Regions from separate parts of the Sus scrofa genome. Here region 1 is linked to region 2. The links are chromatin contacts, called in public Hi-C maps. All regions are on one chromosome and are shown on one strand. Each heading gives the region's core, a stretch centred on a gene start, on an enhancer-like site or on the middle of the called end of the contact. The rest is flanking DNA. Distances are from core to core; before and after follow the strand shown.

Region 1 (5,025 bases), core at 2,418-4,917, 220 kb after region 2:
GGAAAGGCATCAGATGGGCTTTAGAGGAGGGGGCCACCAAGATAGGGCAGGTTCTTAGAGAAAGCATTGCTGGTGGGGGAAAGCCGCATGGCCAGAGGCCCAGCGGCCAAGGGGAACCAGGATGAGACCTGAGAGGTAAGGAAACTGGGACCACATGGACCTGGTTTAAGGCAGGGGCCTCCAGCCAGAGGGTGGGGCTCGGGGCTGAGATGGGATAATCGTGCTTTCAGATTTTTCAGGCACAAGCAGATGCTGGTGGCACTGACAAGACACACAGTTAAAGCCACTGCAGCACTCACAGCTAATCTGTGTGACTTTCTGTTTTTCCTCAAACAAGTCATCTCCAATTACTCTGCCCCCTAGAGACCCTTCCCTCAGCACTGGCCTTCCTGCTGCCCTCTGATGGGCCAAGACTTACACCCCCAGACATGGGCACAACCCCTGCCCCCTCAGGCCTCATGGGAAGAGGGGCAGAAGTCAGAATGACCATGAAACGCTAGTCCCACTACCAGAACTGGGGAATCAGAAGTGCATGCTGCTGGACGGCGTAGGAGGAGCCCAGTCACAGGTTTTAAAGCTGAAATGTTTGGGGGAGGGGTTGAGGCACCAGGTCAAGATAAAGTCCCCAAGGCTTTGGAAACTGACCAGCTGTGGCACATGGCTAATGCCAAAAATTCTGAGAGGATCAGAGGTGATTTTTAGACCCAATATCCTGAAACGCCATAGAATCCTGATCTGAGTGCTTAATTCTTACAACAGTGGGTGCTCTCAACATTTTTTTTTTTTTTTTTTAATGGCTGTCCCAGCAGCATATGAAGTTCCCAGGCCGGGCATCAAACTCTTGCTTCTGCAGCCTCGTAGCTGGATTCTTAACTGACTGCACCACAGCGGGAACTCCTGCTCTCAGTTTAAAAGTGGTTTCACATTCACTACCTCATTTGATCCTAGGAGGTAAGCAGAACCGGCACAATGGCCATTTTACAGATGAAATAACTGAGACTCAGAAAAGTTAAATAACTTGACTGAAAGCTCACAAGGTAGGTGGCAAAACCTGCTGAGCTCAGCTCCCTGGCACTATTTTATCCAAATACAAACCCAGGTGCTAGGTGCTACATTTAGACTGGATAAAGACATCACTGTCATCACGTTTTTTTTCCCCATATTTTGAAAACAGCAGCTGGCGCAAGACCCCCTGCAGAGACAGACACAATGGTTCTAGGTATTAACTACTAAGGGGGTCAGTGGAAGGCCGAATACAGAGGGAAGAGCCACATGAACCCCCTGGACAAAAGTAAGGCAAGCCCCATTATCCAAAAAGGCCGCTGCTGCTGCTGCTAGTGGTGTGTCTATAACCAGACAGCCCAACAGGGCCCAGGGCCAGGGTTGCTCCCAAATTCAACCAAAAGTCTGGCTCTGCCATTCACCTCTGGGGAGCATTCGCTGCATCTGAACTTCAACCCAGGCTTGGGGCATGGAGCAGTGCCCCTTCTTCTTCACTGGGAAGCCAAGAAGGCCATCCACTGGGCTACCAGAACACCCACAGCCCCCAGCTCCCAACGAGGGGCAAAGGCAGACTCAACTCTCCAGAACCCATTGGCCCACAGTGTCAACAGTCCAGCACTGTAGGATAAGGCTTTGTGAGGTCATTTCCTCCAGGGCTGTCCCCTCTGGATAGACCCTCTGGAGTTGCATCTGGTCAGGGAGCTGCAAGTTGCATGTGGCTACTGAGCACAGGGAACTCAGGAAGAGTGTATGATATTGATGCTAATCAACTCACACTTGGAGTCAAATAGCTGCTATGAAAGGGCAGCAGAAGATACCCTTGAGATGGAAGTGCTCTGTATTGTGACTGCTGGGTCTCAGGAATGTGCACACTGATGAAAGTGCATGACCTAAAAACACTTGTGAACAAGTCTAATGAGGTCCTAGGTGTGACACTGTGATACAAGATGTTACTTTTGGAGGAGTTTCTGTATTCTTTTTCACAACTGCCTGTTAATCTATGATGATCTCAAAACAGAAAGTTAAAATGAAACACCATAAGTGCTCAGTGGCTACTGTAGTGGACAATGAGCTTTAAAAGCCTTATTCCCACTGAGCTAATGAAACGTCAATTATTTGGTGCCCTCACTCATGCTTGTCGGTTCTTTCCCGTCCCACTACTCACGGCCGGCACATCTGATGGCAGTATGGGAAGGCACTCTGGGGCTAGAAGAGGGGATGAGTGTTGGGCAAGGGTCACAGAATTAGTATTCGGAGTAACTGGACATGAGGATCTCATAAAAACACTGTTCAACGAGATGGTGATGAAATTCCGCAACTCATTGCGTTGAGGTTCCCGCGGAGATAACCCGCGCCCCCTCCACCAATTCTCGGAGGAAACCCTGGGAATCTTACACCAAAGGACCCCCATCCCCCTTCGCTGGTAGGGGCAGCCCAGGCAGGGGACCGCTGGACTTGTCTTCCTAGAGACCGGGCCAGGGCACACAAGCCTCAAGACTCGAGTGTGCGCGGAGTTGGTCGGAGCCCACCCTCCTTCTCCCACCACTCAGGCTCCTCTGCTTTGCTTTCCGAGGTGGGGGGCGCGCAGAGAGAAAGGGCAAGAACCGGCTCTCAGGCAGCAGTAAGCCCGAGGGGCCCCTCCTCCAGGACCCTGAACAACTGCAGCTCCTCCTCTGCTGCGGGGTTCACCACGGACACCCGAGACCCTCGCAGACAAAAGCGTCTGCAGCAAAGGAGCCGCCTCCGCAAAGGGCAGAAGCGCCAGATCCTATCAGCCAATTATCCAAATACGTACAGCCACCCGCAAGTTCGGGCAAGCTTGGGCCAGGGCGCGGGCAGCGGGAGGGGCCGCCGGTCTTGCGCGCCGGGGGAATCTGGGCCTGGGGCTCGCCGGGAGGCTGAGGGGCTGGTACGCAGGGCGGGGCCGGGGTCTGGGGGTCCAGTCCAGGGGTCGGAGATCCGCAGCCTGTCTCCCCCCTTGCGGGTTCCGAGGCTCCTCCTCAGCGAGGGCGGCGGCGCGGTCAGGGCCCTCCCCTCGCCCGGGCCCCCGAGGCCCCTCCACGGCCCCGAATCCGAGCAGCCTCGGGTAGCCCCGGAAACGTCGCCCCTCCACCGTGCGGCGCGCCGGGTCGCCGCTGGTTTGTGGAACAAAAGAGCAGCTCCCGCGAAGGGTCCGGCGGCCGCGCGGCCCTCAGAGAGCCACGGCTCCAGCTGGACCCTATCGGGCTGCCGGGCTTTGTGCGCGCGCAGAGGGGCGGGAAGGACTGGGGGACCCCCGCACATTCCACCGACCGCGCCGCGCTCCAAAGTTGTCGCCGGCGCCAGTCCCTCTCGCACAGTTCAGTCCCCTGCGGGGCGCCCATTCATTCGCAGGGGGGTAGGCAAACTGCTGGACCCCGGCTCACCTTGCTCTTGACTTCCACCGCGCTGCAGTCGTAGAAGCGCAGGGTCTGAGACTTGTGGAAACTCCGGTTCATGGTTCCGGCTCCACTTAGCCTCGTCTTCGCCCTCGCTCCTCGCTACGAGGGCTGCAGAAGGACCCTGGGTGCGGCGCCCCTCGCCGCGGCCCCGGCCCCGGCCCGGGCCCGCGCTTGCTCGGCGGCCGGGCAGCTGGAGTGCAGCAGCCCGAGCAGGGCTGGCCGCGCGCCTCGGGGACTCCAGGGGCCGCGCGCGGGAGGAGCGGGGGACGCCAGCGCGCGCCGCCCCGAGGACCCGCCCCCCGAGGCCCTAGGACTCAGGTCCCGCCCTGCGCCGGGAGGATCCACCACCAATCCCCGCCCCTCGTCCTGAGGACCAGGTCCCATGCCCCGCCCCTCGTACCGAGAACCGGCCCCGGTCCCGGAGGACCCGCCCCACAAGCCCCGAGGACCCACGTCCCGCCCTGCGTCCCAAGGATGGGTTCCTGAAGGAACGCCCTAAGGATCCACCCTCGGAGCCTCGAGGACTCGCATGGTGCTCCTCCGAAGACTCAGCCCCCTCAGGCCCCACCCACGGCTCACCGACCCGCCCTCCCACCTCCCTCCCTCCCTCTAGCTCCGAGGACCCTCCCCCCAAGCCCCGCCCGGCGGGCCCGCCCCCTAAGACGCGCTCACGGGTAGGTGCGCGCTCCAAACGCAGGAGCCCAGAAGAGCAGCAGCGCCGCCCGACCCCCCCCCAGTCGCCTCGTTCCCACCAAGCAGCCCGCACTAGATTTTGCTTGCCTCCACCTGTTGGCCTGGGAAGGAGACTGATCTTGGCTGATTTTTGGACGATATGGGAATCACTGGAGGCCTGACCCCTTTGGGCACACCTGTCCGCACTAGCTGCCATGTGGAAGATGGTCTGGGTAAAGGTTCTGCGGGGAGCGAACTCCTAAGGCATAGTCTAACACATGCCAAAGTAAAAAGGTACGGAGAGAGTCAGAAACACCTCTAGGACTGACGAGAAGGAAGAGTTATGCCAAGGCTGATAGGAAAAAGAACATATTGGGAGAAAGATGGCATTGATTGTTAGCGATGTCATGAGTACTTACTACCTAGAGAGCTCTGGAAGCGGGACTGCCAAAATCCCAATCGTCACCGTCGGAATGTTTAATGAGGCAAAGAAGAAACGACAAATGGGTGTTTAAAATTATTATAAAGTGTACTATACGGGTTTACAATCCAATTTTAGTTGGTTATATCATTTTTCTTAGTGTAAATTCATGGGAGAAAAAGTTAAAAGAAATACAAACATGCTAATTTAATTGTATAGAGGAGTGTATTAATTACATTTGTGGTTTTAAATGTGATCAAGAGGAAAACTAAAACAAAAATATAACCATTGCATATTTTCAGAACATTATGTATATAAATATACATATATAGAGAGAGGGCATGAAACTAATACAAACATGTGAAATGTTTATTAAATTCTGTAGGCAGAAAAAAGTAACATAAGACATAGGAACTGAAAGCGTCTATGCGTTGCCTACAAATGTGAATGAGATAAAACTCACCTCTTTTAAGGCTTTTGGATTTGTGTTTTTGTTGTTGTTTGTTTTTT
Region 2 (5,236 bases), core at 104-2,603:
CTGTACACTGCAGCACTGATCACAATAGCCAAGACATGGAGACAACCTAAATGTCCATCCACAGATGAATGGATAGAAGATGCAGTTTATATACACAATGGACTAATACTCAGCCATAAAAAACAAAATGCCACTTGCAGCAACATGGATGGAACTGGAAACTCTCATACTAAGTGAAGTAAGTCAGAAAGAGAAAGACAGGAGTTCCTGTCGTGGCACAGTGGTTAATGAACCCGACTAGGAACCATGAGGTTGCGGGTTCAATCCCTGGCCTTGCTCAGTGGATTAAGGATCCGGCATTGCTGTGAGCTGTGGTGTAGGTCACAGACGCAGTTCAGATCTCACATTGCTGTGGCTGTGGTGTAGGCCGGCCTCTACAGCTCTGATTAGACCCCTAGCCTGGGACCCTCCATATGCTGCGGTGCACCCCTAGAAAAGACAAAAAAAAAAAAAAAAGAAAGACAAATATCATATGGTATCATTTATATCTGGAATCTAATATACTGCACAAATGAACCTTTCCACAGAAACTCATGGACATGGAGAACAGACTTGTGGTTGCCAAGAGGGAGGGGGAGGGATTGGGATGGACTGGGAATTTGGGGTTAATTGATGCAAACTATTGCCTTTGGAATGCATAAGCAATGAGATCCTGCTGTATAGCACTGGGAAGTAAGTACATCTAGTCACTTATGATGGAACATGATGATGTGACAAAAAGAATGTATGTATGTATGTGTGACTGGGTCGCCTTGCTGTATAGTAGAAAATTGACAGAACACCGTAAATCAGCTATGGTGGGGAAAATAAAAATTATTTAAAAAAAAGAATTGGCAGTATAAAGAGGAAGAAACTTCAGTCCTTCCCAGTTGTGCAGGGAGTAGGGGTTCTGCTCTAGAAGGGCCGCATTTCATCTAAACTACCCAGTGACGACCTCGCATCTCGCTGCTCCAACATGTTGTGGCCAGAGAGTTGAAATGCACCCTTCTCTGTTAGCTTTGTGTATTTACAAAAAGTGTATTCCCCACTCAGCAGTCTCCGCACTGGGCGGCATGTGTGCTTCCCAAAAACCGAGTTCCCCCCCCCCCTCATCTTGCCCTCTGCCACCTTACGATGAGCCCCTCGCCTAAGAAAGAACCGCGGGGACGTGGCCCGCCCACCCCACGCTCACATCATCAGATCCCGCTCCTCCTGGTCACCGGCTCTACTACACTACCCCATGTGCCATCTGACCCCGCCCACAGGCGTCCCGTTGGGCCCGCCCCACCCACACGGCCCCGCCTACTGCTCCACCTTCTCCGCGCCCAGCGGCCCACCATCCACGCTTAGTCCCGGCCCTCCCCGCACGTGGCTCCGCCCCGCCGCTCCATGTCCAGCCTACCTGCTCTCCAGACCCCGCCTCGTCTTCTCGTCCCGCCTACAGTCCCGCCTGTGTCTCCCCGCACGCACGTTGCTTCGCCCTACAACGCCCCAAGCCATCTCGTGTGGTTCCGCTTGTTCGTATTCCCACAGCGTCCCAGGTCCGCTTGTGCCTCCCCGGCCCATGTCACCCCTGCCCCCTCCCCCTCCCCCCTCCATGTCGCCCCTCCTCACGTCACTCACGCGACTGTCGCCGCGCACACGTCGCTCCGTCAACGTCGCCCCCGCTACACGTCTGTCCGCTGCACGTTGTCCCGCCCACGTTCCAGGGTCGGCAGTCGGGCTGAGGACATGTGGGCGACGCTCAGGGGGCTGGGGGTCCCACACGCTAGGCTCCTGGGCGGCGCCCAAGGCCTGCACACCTCGCCAGTGTCCTATGGCAAGAACCTGCTTAAGAAATTTGCTTCGAAAACCAAGTAATGCTCCCTGAGTGGGCGGGACGGTGGCCCCGGGATGGGGGTGGGGGTGCCCTGCAATGGGCGGGGGTACGGCACGGGGTCTACTGCTTGGGCGTTAGCTTGAGTCCCAGCCGGATCCGTAAGCTCAGCCTTTGCTTGATAGGTTAATGGCTGTTGAAAGATCATCAGTTATTCCAGCCCTAACGTTTGCAGTTTTTCCCACTCAGCTTTCTGTTTTCTACGCAGTTGTTTTGATAAAGTGGTGAGTCTCCTAAAGGCTAGCAGTAAACCATGAACTTATGAAGCAACGTGATATACACTTTTACAGTCCTCCCAGGCTCCGAGCTTCCACATTCAAGATTCACCCAACCTTGGGTTGAAAAAATTACAGCAAGTGCTGAAAAGCAAAATCTAAATTTGCCTGCACTGGCAACTATTTACATAGCGTTTACATTGTATTAGGTATCATAAGTAACCTAGAGAGATTTAATCTGCAGGGGAGGGTGTGCGGAGGTTATGTGCATATTCTGCTTGTTGAGCATCCTCGAATTGGGTTTTTTTTTTTTTTTTTTTTGGTTTGTTTTTTGCTTTTTATTTTTTTTTGCTTCTTAGGGCCACACTTGCAGCAAATGGAAGTTCCTAGGCTAGGGGTCAAATCAGAGCTACAGCTGCTGGCTTGCATGCAGCACAGCAACGCAAGATCTGAGCTGTGTTTGGGACCTCATGGCAATGCTGGATCCTTAACCCACTGAGCGAGACCAGGGATCGAACCTGTGTCCTCTTGGATACTATTGGGTTACTTACTGCTGAGGCACAATAGGAACTTCCAAACTGTTCCTGTTTTTGATGACCAGTTTGAGGAGTACTGGTTAGATATTTTGTAGGATGCCCCTTTGTTGGGATTTGCGTTATCTTTTTCTCATGATTTTACTGGAATTACTGATTTTAGGGAGTAAGACCACAGATGAAAAGTGCCGTTTTCATCATAACATGTCAACACATACATACTGTCGACATGGTTTATCACTGTTGACAATAGTCTTGATCACTGACTGAGGTCATTTGTGTGTGTCAGGCTTATCTACTGTAATGTCAGCCTCCCACCATTCCATACTGGCTTGGACGGAAAGTCACATGTGCAGTCCCCGCTAGAGGAGTAGGAGTCATGCTCATGAATTAGCAGCAGTTCTGCACAGGAGATGTGGCTCTTCTCCCTTTACTAGTTAACTCATCAGTATGAACTTAGGGGTTATATATAACCCAGTACTACTTAATTTTGCTCCAATTGTTTTGGCTTTGACCCTTGGGAGCTCTTTCAGATACCTTATATATTCCTTTGGGATTTTGAAAGTAAATAATTTCTTTATCACTTTCTTACTTTCTGGCACTATAGGATGCTTCAGCCCTAGAACCAACCATTTCCCCTAGGAGCTCTGATTCCTTTTATTGAAGAGTGACGTCAGAACCGTGTGACCTAGAGTTCCTGTCGTGGCTCAGCGGTTAAGGAACCTGACTGGCATCCATGAGGACGTAGGTTCTATCCCCGGCCTCGCTCAGTGGGTTAAAGATCTGGCATTGCCATGAACTGTGGTGTAAGTCACAGACGTGGCTTGGATCCCACATTGCTGTGGCCCCGGTGTAGGCTGACTGCTACAGGTCCGATTGGGTCCCTAGCCTGGGACCGTCCATATGCCATGGGTGCAGCCCTAAAAAGAGAGAAAAAAAAGAAAAGAAAAGAAAGAAACCTTGACCTGAGAGCTTAGTATGTTCATTGCTACTGACATATCTCTCTTTTAGGCCTTTTCAGCTGACAGAGTGAAAAAAATATGTGCTTATGTTAACCCGTGTATATATGTGCTTATCTATAAATGTTTCTGCATGTCATTATCACCTGTAGCTGTAATAAGAGAAACAAGTTCATACTGATCTCCACTTCTAATCCATTGGCACACAGATCATTTTTGCTTCTTTCCTTTGCTTGTCTGCAACAATGAGGAGCCTGGTTGGTCTCCCATCTGCTTTCTATTTATTAGTGTTCAATCTTTTTTTTTTTTTTTTTTTTTTTTTTTTTTTTTTTTTGGCTTCCTTAGGCTGCACGCTCGGCATATGGAAGCTCACAGGCCAGGGGTCAAATCGGAGCTTCAGCTTCTGGCCTGCACCACAGCCATAACAACATAGGATCCAAGCTGCGTCTGTGACCTATACCGCAGCTCACAGAAACGTACTAAGCGAGGCCAGGGATCTAACCCACATCCTCATGGATACTAGTCAGTTTCTTTTCTGCTGCGCCACAATGAGAACTCCTGTCCAATCCCAGTGTTGATGTGCAGCAGTGTCCATTGATAGCCATACCTCAGGAAACAGCTTTATGGAATAGAGGACAGTACTCATATGCAGTTGGTTAAGTGTATTTTTAAGATCCTCTTTCTCTACCTTTGGGACTAGAGGTAGACTTTAGGTAAAAATTATGAGCTTGAATTAAAACTGTCTTCTGTGTCTTCCCCACAATTGATGCTGTTGTCAATTTGATAATCTAAGTCTTTTCTCTCTCTCTCTCATTTTTTTTTATAGTCAGACCTGCAGCGTGTGGAAGTTCCCAGGTCTGTATTGGCTTCTGAACCCACTGAGCCACACAGGAACTCCCAGTATTTAAATCTTTTAGACTCTCAGCAACTTAATTTCTACATCCAGGTTTAGCCTCTTAGAAACAGTCTTAGTATCGTAACCTGAAGTTAGCTTTTGTAACTTTTTTTTTCCTTTCTTTTTTTTTTTTTTTTTTCCTTTTTCCTTTTTGGCTCACCCCACAGCATATGGAAGTTCCTAGGCCTGGGATTGAACCTGTGCCACCACAGAGACAACATTGGATCCTTAACTTGCTGCACCACACTAGAAACTCCTGTAACTGTCTCTTATTTAATTTGCCATCAATACCCAGCATAATTCTTTCTTTCACCCCTAGGAAGAAGTTTTGGTATGAAGGTCCTTCCTTAGGCTCTCACTTGGTAAGTATAGAGTAGCAGTGATGAGCTGCTCTAGAACCTTGATGGGCGTGAGGCTGCAAAAGTTAAAGCAGGAGTTCCCGTCGTGGCACAGTGGTTAATGAATCCGACTAGGAACCATGAGGTTGCAGGTTCGGTCCCTGCCCTTGCTCAGTGGGTTAACAATCCGGCGTTGCCGTGAGCTGTGGTGTAGGTCGCAGGCGCGGCTCGGATCCCGCATTGCTGTGGCTCTGGTGTAGGCTGGCGGCTACAGCTCCGATTAGACCCCTAGCCCGGGAACCTCCATATGCCACAGGAGCGGCCCAAATAAATAGCAAAAAGACAAAAAAAAAAAAAAAAAAAAAAAAAAGTTAAAGCACTCCAGCCTGGCAGTCCTTCCGTTTTAGCCTTGGAAGGGACAGGGTCTGTAGGAGAGAGACT

The links. A called contact is a pair of places that touch in the nucleus more often than the background predicts.
Region 1: a Hi-C map of skeletal muscle shows a contact between it and region 2, with 6 times the contacts expected there. The contact joins the promoter of PARD6G here to the promoter of RBFA in region 2. A contact is called at or near these places in 4 of 47 Hi-C or Micro-C datasets (epiblast stem cells, heart right ventricle, liver and 1 more).

Annotation. Positions count from the first base shown.
Region 1 is chr6:128,247,041-128,252,065 of Sscrofa11.1, forward strand. PARD6G (partitioning defective 6 homolog gamma) reads right to left here and starts at 3,668. Exons shown (of 3, transcript XM_013993972.2): 1 at 3,408-3,668. The coding sequence starts at 3,479.
Region 2 is chr6:128,029,044-128,034,279 of Sscrofa11.1, forward strand. RBFA (putative ribosome-binding factor A, mitochondrial) reads left to right here and starts at 1,354. Exons shown (of 7, transcript XM_001924525.4): 1 at 1,354-1,835; 2 at 4,777-4,819. The coding sequence starts at 1,369.